3 separate regions of the Sus scrofa genome follow, and regions 1 and 2 are each linked to region 3. Evidence: chromatin contacts called from public Hi-C and promoter capture Hi-C data. All regions are on one chromosome and are shown on one strand. The core of a region is the stretch at or near the end of the contact, and the rest is flanking DNA. Distances in the headings are between cores, read along the strand shown.

Evidence for each region. Promoter capture Hi-C pulls out the DNA fragments that hold promoters and counts their contacts. Hi-C and Micro-C count contacts between places; a contact is called where the count stands out from the background.
Region 1: a contact with region 3 is called in a Hi-C map of fetal skeletal muscle, with 1.9 times the contacts expected there. The contact joins the promoter of MARCH10 here to the promoter of TANC2 in region 3. A contact is called at or near these places in 4 of 47 Hi-C or Micro-C datasets (brain, embryonic fibroblasts, fetal heart ventricle and 1 more) and 1 of 2 datasets of contacts at active chromatin or transcription factors (alveolar macrophages).
Region 2: a contact with region 3 is called in a promoter capture Hi-C map of fetal skeletal muscle, with 7 times the contacts expected there. The contact joins the enhancer-like site here to the promoter of TANC2 in region 3. A contact is called at or near these places in 2 of 5 promoter capture datasets (fetal liver and fetal skeletal muscle), 8 of 47 Hi-C or Micro-C datasets (alveolar macrophages, embryonic fibroblasts, mesenchymal stem cells and 4 more) and 2 of 2 datasets of contacts at active chromatin or transcription factors (alveolar macrophages and skeletal muscle).

The regions. Positions count from the first base shown.
Region 1 is chr12:15,967,363-15,971,724 of Sscrofa11.1, forward strand. It overlaps MARCH10 (probable E3 ubiquitin-protein ligase MARCH10), which reads left to right and starts at 2,553. Exons shown (of 11, transcript XM_005653890.3): 1 at 2,553-2,728.
Region 2 is chr12:16,036,374-16,040,622 of Sscrofa11.1, forward strand. The region is part of intron 8 of MARCH10 (probable E3 ubiquitin-protein ligase MARCH10); the gene reads left to right. The region is part of intron 1 of LOC110256164 (a long non-coding RNA gene); the gene reads right to left. Among named protein-coding and RNA genes, the nearest start is that of MARCH10, 69 kb to the left of the region's middle. Within about 2 kb of position 1,273, at least 38 of the 83 cell types and tissues checked have an H3K27ac peak or open chromatin away from gene starts, as enhancers often do. A contact at or near this core is called in alveolar macrophages, fetal liver, fetal skeletal muscle and 4 more, where this site is marked.
Region 3 is chr12:15,810,997-15,815,335 of Sscrofa11.1, forward strand. TANC2 (protein TANC2) reads right to left here and starts at 2,835. Exons shown (of 27, transcript XM_021068126.1): 1 at 2,302-2,835.

The DNA of each region.
Region 1 (4,362 bases), core at 1,303-3,802, 160 kb after region 3:
CACAGCAGTGACCCAAGCCACAGTAGTAAAAATGCCAGATCCTTAACCCTCTGCTCCACCAGGAAACTCCTAAAGAACTTCTTGATGCTTATTTGCAAATACCAACTATCTCAACCATTAAAATTCACTATGCACTTAAGTCTAAGTTGGATGTTTTTCTTCATTTATTTATGATCTATCCAGGTCACCATGCAATTCTTTGCAATCCTACAGTGGAGTAGGATCCTTTCCCCAGCCAGAAACTGTGTTTCTTTCTCACTTTAATATTTCACTTCCTTAGCACTTTGCTCTTTAAAGCTAGAACTAATCTTATTTGTAATTTGCAAGCCAAGCTCAAGTTTACTCTTTAAACACTAAACTAGAAGTTGCTCAATAACATTTTACAGGCTGACCGCTGGAACTCTCACCCCTTTCAAGAACACCATGATTCTTTTCACAGAACTTAATTTTCAGAAACACTTGACATGTAGAAGAGTTCAAAACTGAGACGTAAATTGACATCTCCAAATTTCGTTATTGAAAAACCTTCAAAAATCTATGGTTGACACTCATAGGCATTAAATAAAACCTTAAAATATGCCTCAGAAAGTACTGATTATTGAGTGCTTACGGTATACCAAGTATGATGTTAAGTGCTTCATTTGTCTTTTCTCATTTAATCTTCACTGCAATCTTTTGAGGTAGAAAGTGTTATTTTATATAGATGTTGGAGTGGAAAGAGAAAAATCTGGGTCCAATATGTACCAAGGTGTTTTTCTTACTAGCAGGCAACATCAGGGAATGAGAAGCCCTGCTTTTGAGCCCTGGCCTGCCACTTACTTTGTGTCCTAGGGCAGGTCACTTCCCTTTGACTATTTCACCCGGATTTCAACTTCCTTCTCTGTTAATCATTAATCATTATAATTGTTTCCATTCGGGGAGGGGGGGGGTCCTAGCTCCAGCAGAACAAACACTCTACCTACCATTTCTCTATTATAGTTTCAATCCAGGATGTCTTAAAGATTTTGTATCTTTAAGCATCTCCTTTTGAAAGGCAAAAACCATGGGGAGAGGTCTTAGGTTAGTACTTAGCAGTTAATGCTTCCATTAGCAGTTAATGCTTTAATAAGGATTACTTGATAGCTGGCTGAGAACAAGAAGAGAATGTGGGTTGGGCTACCGGGGATGGAAAGGTACTGGAGATGGCTGATGGGCCAATAAAGTTTGGATGACACAGTGCCCAAAACAAAGACTTCACCTAAGTACCTTCTTTTTGTCTGGGCTCCAATCGGCTCAGGCTATGCCTTAGAAGTTGGTGTGAAGGCAGGGAGTAATATTCAGTGTGTAATAGTGTCATCTGGCCGAAGTTTGAGTGAAGAAGTGCTGAATGAGGAAAACCAAGAAGTGAGCTCTGGGGAAGGGCTTCCTTCCCAGGGAGTGAGGAATTTTGAGCACTTCCTAAGGGACAGAAGACTGTGCTTATAATCAGGAGCTTTGCCGATTATAAAACTGGGGAAATGGTGGGGAAAGAGTGTTGGAAGATAAGGACCAGGGTGTGGCTAGGAGGCCCTTCTAATAATCCAGTTAAAGGTCTTGGGGCCCAAAACTAGGGTGGTATGATAAGGATAGAAGGAAGGGTGTGATGCTGGGGGAGACCTGGACCTCATCTGGACCAGGGGATTGCGGAGAAACCATAGACCCTAGGGGTTCTGGGAACTGATGAAAGGTGCAAGAATTTCTATTCTCCTTTTTCCCTCTTCTCTACCCGATCAAATATGCCCTAATGTGACATCAGTTGGCAAGTTATAAGGTGCCTCAATATGCACAATAAGTGGAAGAGAGTCATCTCTGCTATGAAAATCGCAGACAAAAATAAACCTGGCAGAGGGTGAGTCTAGCACAGGTTACACTGCCTTCTTTCCAAATCTGCAGGCACTAGTCTAGACCTCTAAGAATCTCCCACCTTGGGAAAGGAAGCCGCGATTACTGATAACCAGGAGAACCTGTCCCAGTTCTGCCGCTGATGGGGTGCCTCCCTTAATAATTTACTTCTTCCTTTTTATGTTGGACCAGGCATTTCAGAGATGCCCCGCACAACTCAGACTGCAGGGCTGCACTGTCTTCCCCTCTGCCAGTGTATCGCCTTTGATATTATTTTATTCAATTAAAAATATTTTCCCTTCTCGTTTTTTAATCTCATTCTTTGTAAAGCACAGCACTGATTCCAGGCAGGAGTGAAGGCCTCCATGTCTGGGTCTGGGCTTTGGACATCTGCACAAAGCCAAGCCGCCTCCTCCTCCTAGAGCATCTCTTCTCCGCTCGCCGCTTTGCTTTACCGACCGCATCCCCACTAGTTCCCACGGCAACCGGCAGGGCGCCCACGTCCGGGTTCGGGGACGCCTGGCCGCCGCCCAGCCCCGCCCCGCCCCCACGGCCGCGTTCGCCCCACCCAACTCCCGCGCGAGGAGGGAGGAGGCCGGGTTGCCAAGGAAACGAGAGGACGCCAGGCAGGCGCGCCCACCGCCTCCGCCCCTAGAAAGCCCGACCGCCTTAGCAAAAAGCTGCCTCCCAGGAGGAGGAGGAGGAAGAGGGGGCCGGTCGAGGGAGGGGAGAGGAGCTAGGAGGAGGAAGAGGAGCACAAGGAAGGCCCCGCGCGATTGATGGGCGGCTCCTCCGCCCTGGACCAGCCCGCCCGCCCCGCCCCTCAGCCCCTTTAGCCACTCGCAGAAGGAAAGGATTGACCCGCAAGGTAACTGTCCGACTCGTACCGGCCCGCCCCAGCCACACCCACAACTGCGACTCCTGGTCTTCGGAGGACAGGGGCGAGGTTGGGGGGACGGAGAAAGGCGACCTCTCCTTGCGACTTTGATTCTAGAGGGAAATCGGGCCTGAAGCCTGGGGGCCTGGCCGTCCCTTCCTTCTGCTGAGCACAGCCCCTGTATTTTTCTGCCTCAAAGAGACAGATGTGGGGGACTCTGTGATCACTTATTTGCAAACTGGCAGCCACCCTGCACCTACATAACTTCCGCTCAGACTCCCCTGGTCTGCGAGTCCAGGAGAGGTGTACAGGGACCGCGGCCCCTCTCTGAGTGCAAAATTATGGATATTGTTGAGAGCATGGAATTGCGTGTCAAGCCTGTGACCTCCCCGCCCAGCCCCAAACTTTCCCAATTACACGCTGAGTCTCTCTCTTCTGGGCTTGATGGTCAGCCTATGACCGCCCAGCTCTTTCAGTTTCACAGCAAAGTGAAGAGTCACCGCCAAAGAGCTTTTCTTACAACTGCTATAGCACAGCACTCCCCACCCCGCCCCTCGATTTTCCGAGCCAAATTGGCTGGAAAAGTCAAACCATCTACCCTCACCCCTCTCAATTCCCAGAGCGGAGTGTTAGGAAATCACGCATCTCTGTTGCTTACACTCAAAACATTTTTATAAGTTAAGATTTTAAAACTCTAAGACGTTTTAAAGCTAGATGTAAACAAATTCCAGAATCTTTGTCATTACGAATTAATTAATTGTGTGTAAAAGGATGAATGAGGTCTCCTGCAATCCTCCTTTCCAGCACCCACTTATGCAAAAGGAGGAATTTATAAACCTGATGGACATGTATGAATATAGCCATTTAGATTCTGGCTCAGAGGAACCTTCAGCCTAAAGAGGGGCTTCCATTTACCTTTTTCTTTATGACTGAACTAAGAAAATATTCACTCTAAGGACGTTTCTAATATGAGACCATAGTAAGAAAACAGTGAAATCGCTTGACGGTTAATCAAAAGAATCCCCTTCCCATCAATTCTTTTGACATAGGCAGCCAGAGAACAGAAAGACAGCATATGTGATTTTTTAGAGACCTGAAGGAAATAGATTCTGCCATCAGATTTTCTTCTCCTTAGTCAGGGAAATGCAGTTTGAGTTCACTGGCAGTTTACACTAGAGAGGAATTACATATGTCACAAAGTTCTCAGAATATGCCTCACTGAAATTTCACAGATCTGTAGAATTTTGAGGCCAAGAAGAATCATTCACTCTCGCTTTCAGCAAAGCAGGACTCCCTTTCCCACATACCTCCTACTCCCTTCTCCTTTCCTGCTCTCCTTCCCTGTTTAATATGGATTAATCTTACGTGGATTTCTGAAGCACAAGTTTGGCACAATCTATTATCACCAGAGACGAAAACAGAAGCATGCATAGCCCGGGAGGGGATATTAAATTGAGAAGCAGTTCAAAGGTGAGAAACAGAAGAGAATACAAAATGCTATTTGAGACACATGCTCCCTGCCCACATTTTATTATCACTCTCCTCCCCTCCACCTGTCTGAATTTGCTAAGGAAAAAAATTTTGGCTTCGAATGGCCATCTGGTTGAGTAGGCCCGCAAAGCTGA
Region 2 (4,249 bases), core at 23-2,522, 220 kb after region 3:
ACCAGCCTTGACCAACATGTGAACCTAAATCCTCTTCCTATCGCCAAAGTGGCGTGTGACCTTGTGGAAACTACACAACTGCTCTGGATCTCAGTTCTCTCATCTGCAGGAAGTGGGAGGTGATCATTCCTACCTTGCAGAACTGGATGTAGGAAAAGACCCGAGTCCATCATCTAAGGCAGTGCCTGAGCAGAGAAGACCCTCAGTAAATGCGAATTGCCATATACAGCCCCAGAGATGCCCAACCTCTCAGACGCAAGGGAGAAAGCGAAGCGTACCAGGGCCATGCTAAAATCCATCGCCAAGCACAGCTGACTGGCTCACACAGGGGTCATACCCTTGGCCTCAACGCATCCTACCAGCAAAGAGAATGGGCTATGAGCACACTGTAAAAAGAACTGTGAATATAAATAATTGTGCCAGCCAGGTCCAGGCAGGAAAGAGATGGCAGCACGCACAGAAGGGGTGAGTGATGAGAACTGAATGAAGTGCCAAAATGTGGGCACAGCAGAAAACCACCAAGGAACCAGTCCAGATGACTAAGCATCCTGGAACCCGTAACTGACCACTTTGAGGCCTGGAGTGACAAGGGGAAGGGCAGTTACCAGCATCAAGAGGGCTATAGCCCCACTTCTGGGCATCTATCAAGAGAAAATCATGACTCGAAAAGATACACATAAACCTATGTTCATTGCAGCTCTCTAAAGAGTAGCCAAGACATGGAAACAACTTAAATGTCCATCAGCAGAGGAGTGGATCAAGAAGATGTGGTACATATACACAATGGAATATTACTCAGCCATTAAAAGGAAAGAAATAATGGCATTTGCAGCAACATGGATGGACCTAGAAATTATCACGCTAAGTGAAGTCAGTCAGACAGTGAGACACCAACATCAAATGCTATCACTTACATGTGGAATCTAAAAAAAGACACAATGCACTTCTTTGCAGAACAGATACTGGCTCACAGACTTTGAAAAACTTACAGCTTCCAAATGAGACAGGTTGGGGGTTCAGGGGATGTGCTGGGGGTTGGGATAGAAACGCTATAAAATTGGGTTGTGATGATCGTTGTACAACTATAAATGTAATAAAATTCACTGAATAATACACACACACACACACACACACAAAGAGGGCTGTAGCTATAGAAGAGGGTGACCACTGGCCTGTGACCTTCAGTAGGGGAAAGCTGCCAAGGCCACACCACTGCCCAGCAGAGAGGGAACAGGGGAATAATTAGCCCAGCCGCTCTCTCCTCCCGCCCTCTGGACTCCCGCCAGGGCCTCTCATTGGCTGAACTCAACGGGGAGCCAGAGGACGAGGGGACCTAGTTAAGGCAATCCACTGAGATCAGCCTCTCAGCCGGAGAGCAGGGTGGAAAGCGGATCTGGAGGGGAAAATGGAAAATATATCCAGCACAGTAATTACGCTACACAGAAGCAGTGAAGAGTTTAAATTAGTTTCGGTGAGAACTTGACAGCCCATCAGAGCCTTTTGAAACTGCCCTTCATTATAATCACAGGGAGAAACCAGATCGACAGACCCACCCTGGTGGGAGACAAAGGTCCGAAGAACCACCGTGGGATACTTATCTGCTGCTGGAAAGCGGTCGAGGGCTCACATTTCACAGCAGTCCTGGCTGTTCCGACAGCCCGCAGTGAATTTCAGAGTGTCTGTTTGCTAACAGTCTCAGTTAAACTTGAGACACCCAGGAAGTGTGACTCAGACAAGTTCAGAAACTCTCCACAGACAAAGACTGGAATAACCAAGATTTAGCGCAAAGATACTGGGAAATACAGTGTCGGCTGGTCCCTGGGTGGGAGACCCCTCAGCCTGGTCGGGGAGTTGAGGGCCACACCTCTGCTCTGAGGTCCAGGCTTTCCCCAGAACCCCCAAAGCTTGGCTCCTCTGGGCCCTCCTCGCCAGCCCTCAGTGGTGTTCGCTCCTTAGCAAATGAGTTCCCCTCTTGAGAAGTGGAGCGGCTGATGCCAAAACTAGACACATACAAAGAAGGGGTCAAAACCAGAAGAAGCCTAGCACTGGCTTCAGTTCTGTCTGGCTCACAATTGACCTCAACAACTAACTAGCTAGCTAACTCACTCACTTTTTTTCTTGTGCATTTTTCCCATTTAGATTTACTTATTTATTTTTGCTTTTACTTAATTTTAAAAATCACAGGCGTTCCCATTGTGGCTCAGCAGGTTAAGAATCCAACTAGTATCCATAAGGATGCAGGTTCAGTTCTTGGCCTCGCTCAGTGGGTTAAGGATCCAGCATTGCCATGAGCTGTGGTGGAGGTTGCAGATGCAGCTCCATCTGGTCTTGCAGCAACTGTGGCATAGGCCGGCAGCTACAGCTCCAATTCGACCCCTAGCCTGGAACTTCCACATGCTGCAGGTGCGGCCCTAAAAAGAAAAAAATAAATTAAAAAAAAAATTTTTAATTACAAACACACAAAAACTTCCCATAATTGAAATTAAAATTTAGCCATGTCTTCCACCCCACTCCACCCCCATTAAAATACAGATGTCCCGGCCTGGCCTCAGAGATTCTGATTTAATAGGCCTGGGATGGGACCAGGGATCAATTTTTAAGTGGCAAAATCCCCTAACATAAAAGTTTTAACGCATTAACTGTTAAAACACGTGTTGAATGCCCATGTCAGATACTGTGCTGAGAGATACCACAATGCCAAGACTAACACTGCTGCTGACTCCTAATGGGAAAGCCGGCAATGACCCTGGTGTCCAGGGGATCAGGGCGAGGGAGCGGGGGCAGCTGCGGGAACAGCGGCAGAGAAGCCTGACCCGCTCTCCGGACCAGAGAAACACTTCCATGAAACCAACATTTAAGACCGAGGAGGAAAAAGAGGAGTGAGCCTTGAGCCACGAAGGAGACAGATACCTCCCTGGGCATCTGACCACAGATGGTGGGCACGCCCATTAGGTGCCCAGTCCGCAATGTCAGGGGTCTTCAAGATTGTGGAGGGCTTGGATTAACGTATGTTTTCCTGATTGGCTTCAATGCACCCGAGTTGGGCAGCATGAATCTGCCGGGGGCCTCTAAGACGGCACTGAAATCCCACATCCCTCCACCCCTTAGATGTTGGGTGGTTCCCATAGGTTCCCATAGGTCAAGTCTCGTTACCAGCTTCCCGCGGCTGCAGTAGGAGCTCTGATGGGCTGGCTAGAGGCCAATCACCCTCGCACCTGGGAAGGTCCCAGGAACTGCCTGAAGCCATGCTAGAACGTTCAGCCAGGCTGTCCATTTCTTCAGCAGATTATGTTGAGACTTTCCATGTGTCTCACATCTCTTGGCCCAAAGGAATGCTAACAAAGTGAAGGCGGTTGGAGGGGAGGGGACAGGAGAAAAGAAAGAAAACGTGGGACAGGTGGGCTGAGCTCCCCGCAGCTCCCATCCACGGCTTCTTCCGCCCTCCCATTCCCCACCCTCACCCCCACCTCCGCTTCCTGTGCTGCAAAAGGCGATGCGATTGGGTCAGGGGAGGGGCGGGTCCGAAGCAGCCAATAAACAACGCTCCAAAAACTAGCTCCTCCTACCCTTGCGGCACAAACACCCTGGATGGAAGGAACTCTTCTGATAACAAGTCCCTCCCACTTGTGGCTTAGAACCTAAGGCATCACTCTGAGTTGTCTATGAAACGTCTGCACTGATTGGGCAGCTCAGCCCTTTTGTCCGCATCGCAGGCTCTGTGAAGGGCACGCCTAAGGGAGCCGGCCAGGGAGACTGGTGGCACCAAGTGACGGTTCCCTCCCACAGACCAGAGAAGGGACACAATCGGCTGGAAGTGGCTTTTCAAATTATCTGCAGAAAACATTAGTGGATATTTCCCCATCTGCATGCCTCCGGGTCTTATTGAGTCATAAAAAGTAAATGATTTCCCTGAATGCTTTGACAAACCTGATCGTTCCAAGCCATTTTCTAGCTGATTGATTTGCCATTATGCATCGTTGTGTCTATGAGCAGAGAGGCTTACAGGCGAAGGGAGAGCTGGGAAAGAACCATGGCCAGCTCACAGGAGGCTGCTGCACCTCCCTTTGTGTGGAGGAGCTAACAGTAGGTAGGCTGGGAAGGCTTCCCAGAGGCCGTGGCTCCTGAGAGAGATGCAAAGAGGCACCGACTTATGAGGAAGGGAGAAGGAAGCCATTAAAACAGAAAATAAGTAGAAACAAGCAACTTCCTCTCTGCCTGTTCCAGACCAAGGTCAGAAGAGAAAGGCTAA
Region 3 (4,339 bases), core at 1,585-4,084:
TAATCTCGGGCAAGTTACGTTAACATCTCAGTGTTTTAGTTTCTCCTTTGTAAAATGGAGATAACAGTACATAGCTCATAGGGTGTTGGAATTGATTAAAAAACCAAACAAACAAAAACCGTGTATAACAGGACTGACACAAAGTAGGTGTTTAAGTAAAGGTGAGCCATTATACTAGTACTACTCCTAGTACCATCAAGTAGTACTATTTTGCCAAACATTGAAAATACTCTTAGCATTCTGAATTACTGACTAAAATTAGATACTATTAAAAAACAGATGTTAAAGCTGAAGCTAGACTGACAGCAAATTTAAAGCGCTGCAACTCTGCCTAAGTGATTATAAATCTACATAACAAATCTATCAAGAACAATCTGAGGAGAGCAGTTTCCCAAAGTGCAACTAACAATTTCTTCCCTTACACAAGGGGGCAGTGATAACAAGAAAAGAATGGGGCTCTGTAACACCTCTTCCTACAGACAGTAGGGGGTGGCAGTACATATGGCTTACAGTCAGAACAAAACAGGAAGACCCAACAGAATTGCTCTTTATTCTTCTCTGGCCCTCTCCCCTGTGCTTGAGCCTCAACATAGCCTCAAGGTGAGGGACATAGCAACAGAAAAGACTAAAACCCAAAATTAATCACCAAGGAAAATCCAATTTTGTCTTTGAAGCAAATGATCCCGTCAATGGCTGAATCTGAATCCAGGAGGAAACCAATCAGTATACATTTTCAGATTATCTGGCAAATTACTGTTCTTATAGGAACAACATTCTGGCAAGTAATTCAGTTTCTCAGCAAGAATTGTAACATAAGACACTAAAATCTCATCAATAATTAACTATATCCTAATGATCACATGCAGATATTTGTGCTTGTTTCATAGCATACACTCACCGAATGTATGTATATAAGTTGTATTGAATAGCTCATGGAGCTGTCTTTTGTTACTTCTGAAATTCCAGCTATGTTCTAACAATCTTCTCAAAACACAGATATTCTTCTTAAATGGAAGTCACAATGTTTTGCAGCATGTGAGTAATTATATATATATACACACATATGAGAGAGAATAAGAATATTTAATATTTTATTTCTATGCTTACATTCCTAAGATGATCTACCTGGGAAATGCTGCAAGAAGCGCTCCACTGACAGTATCCATGTTGTTGCTTTTCATGCCACATTTATTGTATTCAATTTCCTTTTCCCATTTTCCCACCCCAACATCAAGAATATTTCACTACTGTCATTCACTGTAATTAACCACTGCAATAGCTTTTGGCTCCAACCACTCAAAATGCCTGAAAATTTATCCCTTTTGTTCACCATATTGTTTTGTTTTCCTCATTCCAGAAATTTTCACCTGTGTAAAAATGAAGAAAGGGGTACCTACAAAAAAATGTCCCTTTGCCTAATGAGCATGAACTCAGAATTATGGTCAAGATGAGGGGTGTTTTGTTGTGTTGGTTTTGTTATCTTTTTTTTCCCCCCTGGAGAAGAATAGACAAGACAGTGAAAGACACTCAAAACACCACATCTTCTTCCTAATGTTAATTATCATTCTTTATGATGGGTGAAAACCATTTCAAACATTCCACACCTGGAATAGAACACAGGCAACGATTGTATCAGGGCTCTACTCGCTGACGGCAACCCCTGGAATTATTTTAGCCCTATTTTTCCTTCCCCATCTCACAACCAGACACAATTTGCTTGTTTCTTTCACGTGAACACTATCTCAAAAAATAGCATATCATAGCTCCTCTCTATTTCCTGTGATAAAATATCTAGCAATGAGCCTTATTAATCTCTGCTGAGACTGACTACGCCTCCTTTCCCAGAGGAATTAGCAATATCACTAACAACACTTCTACCGTGAATTTCAACGCCACACAGGCCAACCCACCCTGTGCCTTACCTGGCACATTTCACAACTACTTTTATGCTGCATTCTGGGGGCACATTTTGCAACTCGTTCTGCACCACATTCACTGCCACGTTTAGCAATCTGCCTCGCATATCCTCCTGGGTCCCTGCCATCCGGAGCCTCTCTCGGTACCAAATTCCACGACACCTTCGGTGACACCGAAGTGACCGACCCTGGACTCTTCTGAAGACATCCGAATGCCACATTTGGAGCCAACCTTCCACTATGCCCTGGACACCGGAGTCACTTCACTGCCCATCTCGCTGTCTCCCCGCTCGCCCCCGCCCCTCTCCCCGGAGCCCAGGCGTCGGAGGCAAACGCCCCTGTCACTGAGGCGACCCTCCCTTCCCAGGTTCCCGGGGTTTCTCACCTGATGCTCTGAGGGGGGCTCGCTGCACCTCGGGGTCAAGCCCCAGTCCCCGGAGTCTCCTGTGAGGACCGCGCCGCCCGCCGGCGCCGCCCGCGATCCCAGAGCACCTCTCTGTGCTCCGACGCCTGCGGAAGGTCTGCGTCCGGGAAAGGCGCGGCGGGGCCTCCCCGCAGCGAGCGCAGCCCGCGGCGGTCCTCCTGTCAGCGGCGGCTCCGGTGAAAGCTCTCGCCCCTCAGTTCCGTGGCGGCGGCGGCGGCGGCGGCGACCGCGGGCGCCTGGCTCCGCCTCGCGCGCTGCACAGCCGGGAGGTGAGCGCGAGGGGGATGGGAACGGGGGCGGGGCCGCCCGGAGGAGGGCGCGGAGGGCGGCGGCGGCGGCGAGGGGGCAGCGCCAGCGGCCCCGGGCCGGGCGCTCGAAGCACTCGCAGCTTCCCTGGCCGGACGGGCGGCTCGCACGAGGCGGCTGTGCAAGCGGGCCCTGCGAGAGCGACGCGCCCAGCAACCCGCGCCCGGCCGGCCGCTCGCTAGCGCCGCCGCCGCGCCGGGGGCGTCGCACCCTCCGAGGCCGCCCGCAGCCCCGCCCCCTCCGGGCCGAGGTGGGGAGGAGCGCGAGCGCGGAGGGAGAGCGCGTGCGTGGGGGCGCGTGCGTGGTGGAGCGCGCGCGCCCCCGCCCCCTCTACAGTTTGGGGGTGGGGAGTTGCTAGGAGAGAGAGCAAAGACGGAACCCTTTTCTGCACCGAGAGGTGGGGCCTTGGCTCCGCCGCTCTGGGAGGTCTGGGCATTTCTGTTTCCTCAGGGGGCTTGACTGAGTGGTGGGCATTCGTTGGGGAAGAGGAGAGGGGCGCTCAATAGCAGACAAGGCCCTAGATGATTGGGCTCCGCCCCCAGGGGTGATGTCACTTTCGAGGTGCTGCTGTTGTCACGTGCGCCCACTTCGGGGGCCTGTCTTGCTGCCTTTGATGGCCAGAACATTCCTCTAAATTTCCACCACTTAAGTCACCCCTTACATTTATTACTCCTAGAGTCGTCGAACCCTGAAGATGTCAGTAATTCTTTCTCTGCTGCTCCCTTGTAATCTGTAGACTGCTTCAAAATGCCATAGGTGGCTGGTGTAGGAAACAGAATTAAGTGCAAACCCAGGAATTGGGGAAGAGAAAAGTGTGGGGAGGGGGTAGACAGAAAGGAGAACTTTTCTTTAGAATCATTGCTGAAATTCACCAATCACAACTTGAGAACCTCTGATGAAGTTGTGACGCTCCTTCTGTCGATGCCAGGTTGGACCAGAAGTAATGTGGTTTTAAGAGCTAGTCGGCAAGGCACGGAAAGCCACCGCAGTAAAGCCTTCTTGAAAGTCAAATTTCCCCCCACGTCCCTCCACCTGGATCTTCTTCCGCTTTATCTTCCTTTCCCTTGCAACATAGCAAGTCTACTGTGGAAGCTATCTGGACATAAATTTTTTTCGTGTGCTGTAAGATGATGCAAAGCAATCACTATTACCTCCTCTGCCTGGCTAGTCTTCCCTTCCGCAAACTGAAATGACCTTTCAGTGGTCATCCCTTCGCTAATGAGACACCATGATTGGAAATAGATGCACCAAATTACTTCAGTCAAGCAAGCTGTGTCGGCGGTGTTTCTAAGAGAGGTTTATTTGATAACAGTCCTTTAATCTATTTCATCCGGAATTTTCTTTGTGGTTTTTTTCTTTTCAAAATTCGTATTAATTTCAGACAAAGCAAGAAATTGACTATGAAGCCATTTCCAACAAGTGTCTATAGCGAGTACTTGAGAAGTTAAAGCTAGAGCGGCTTTGAATACTATAGCTAAAACGGCAAGGTGAAGGATTGGTTTATGGAATCTTTTGTGAAAACTCTGCAAAGTTAGATTACTGTAACTAAAACCTATTGATTTATGGTGATAGAGGCAGAGTAGTGATTTCTTGAGAGGAATTGACTGAGGGGGTCAGGAGGAGCTTTCTGAGTTGCTGGAAATGTTCAATACCTTGATTTAGCTAATGATTACAAGGGTTAATATATGTGCAG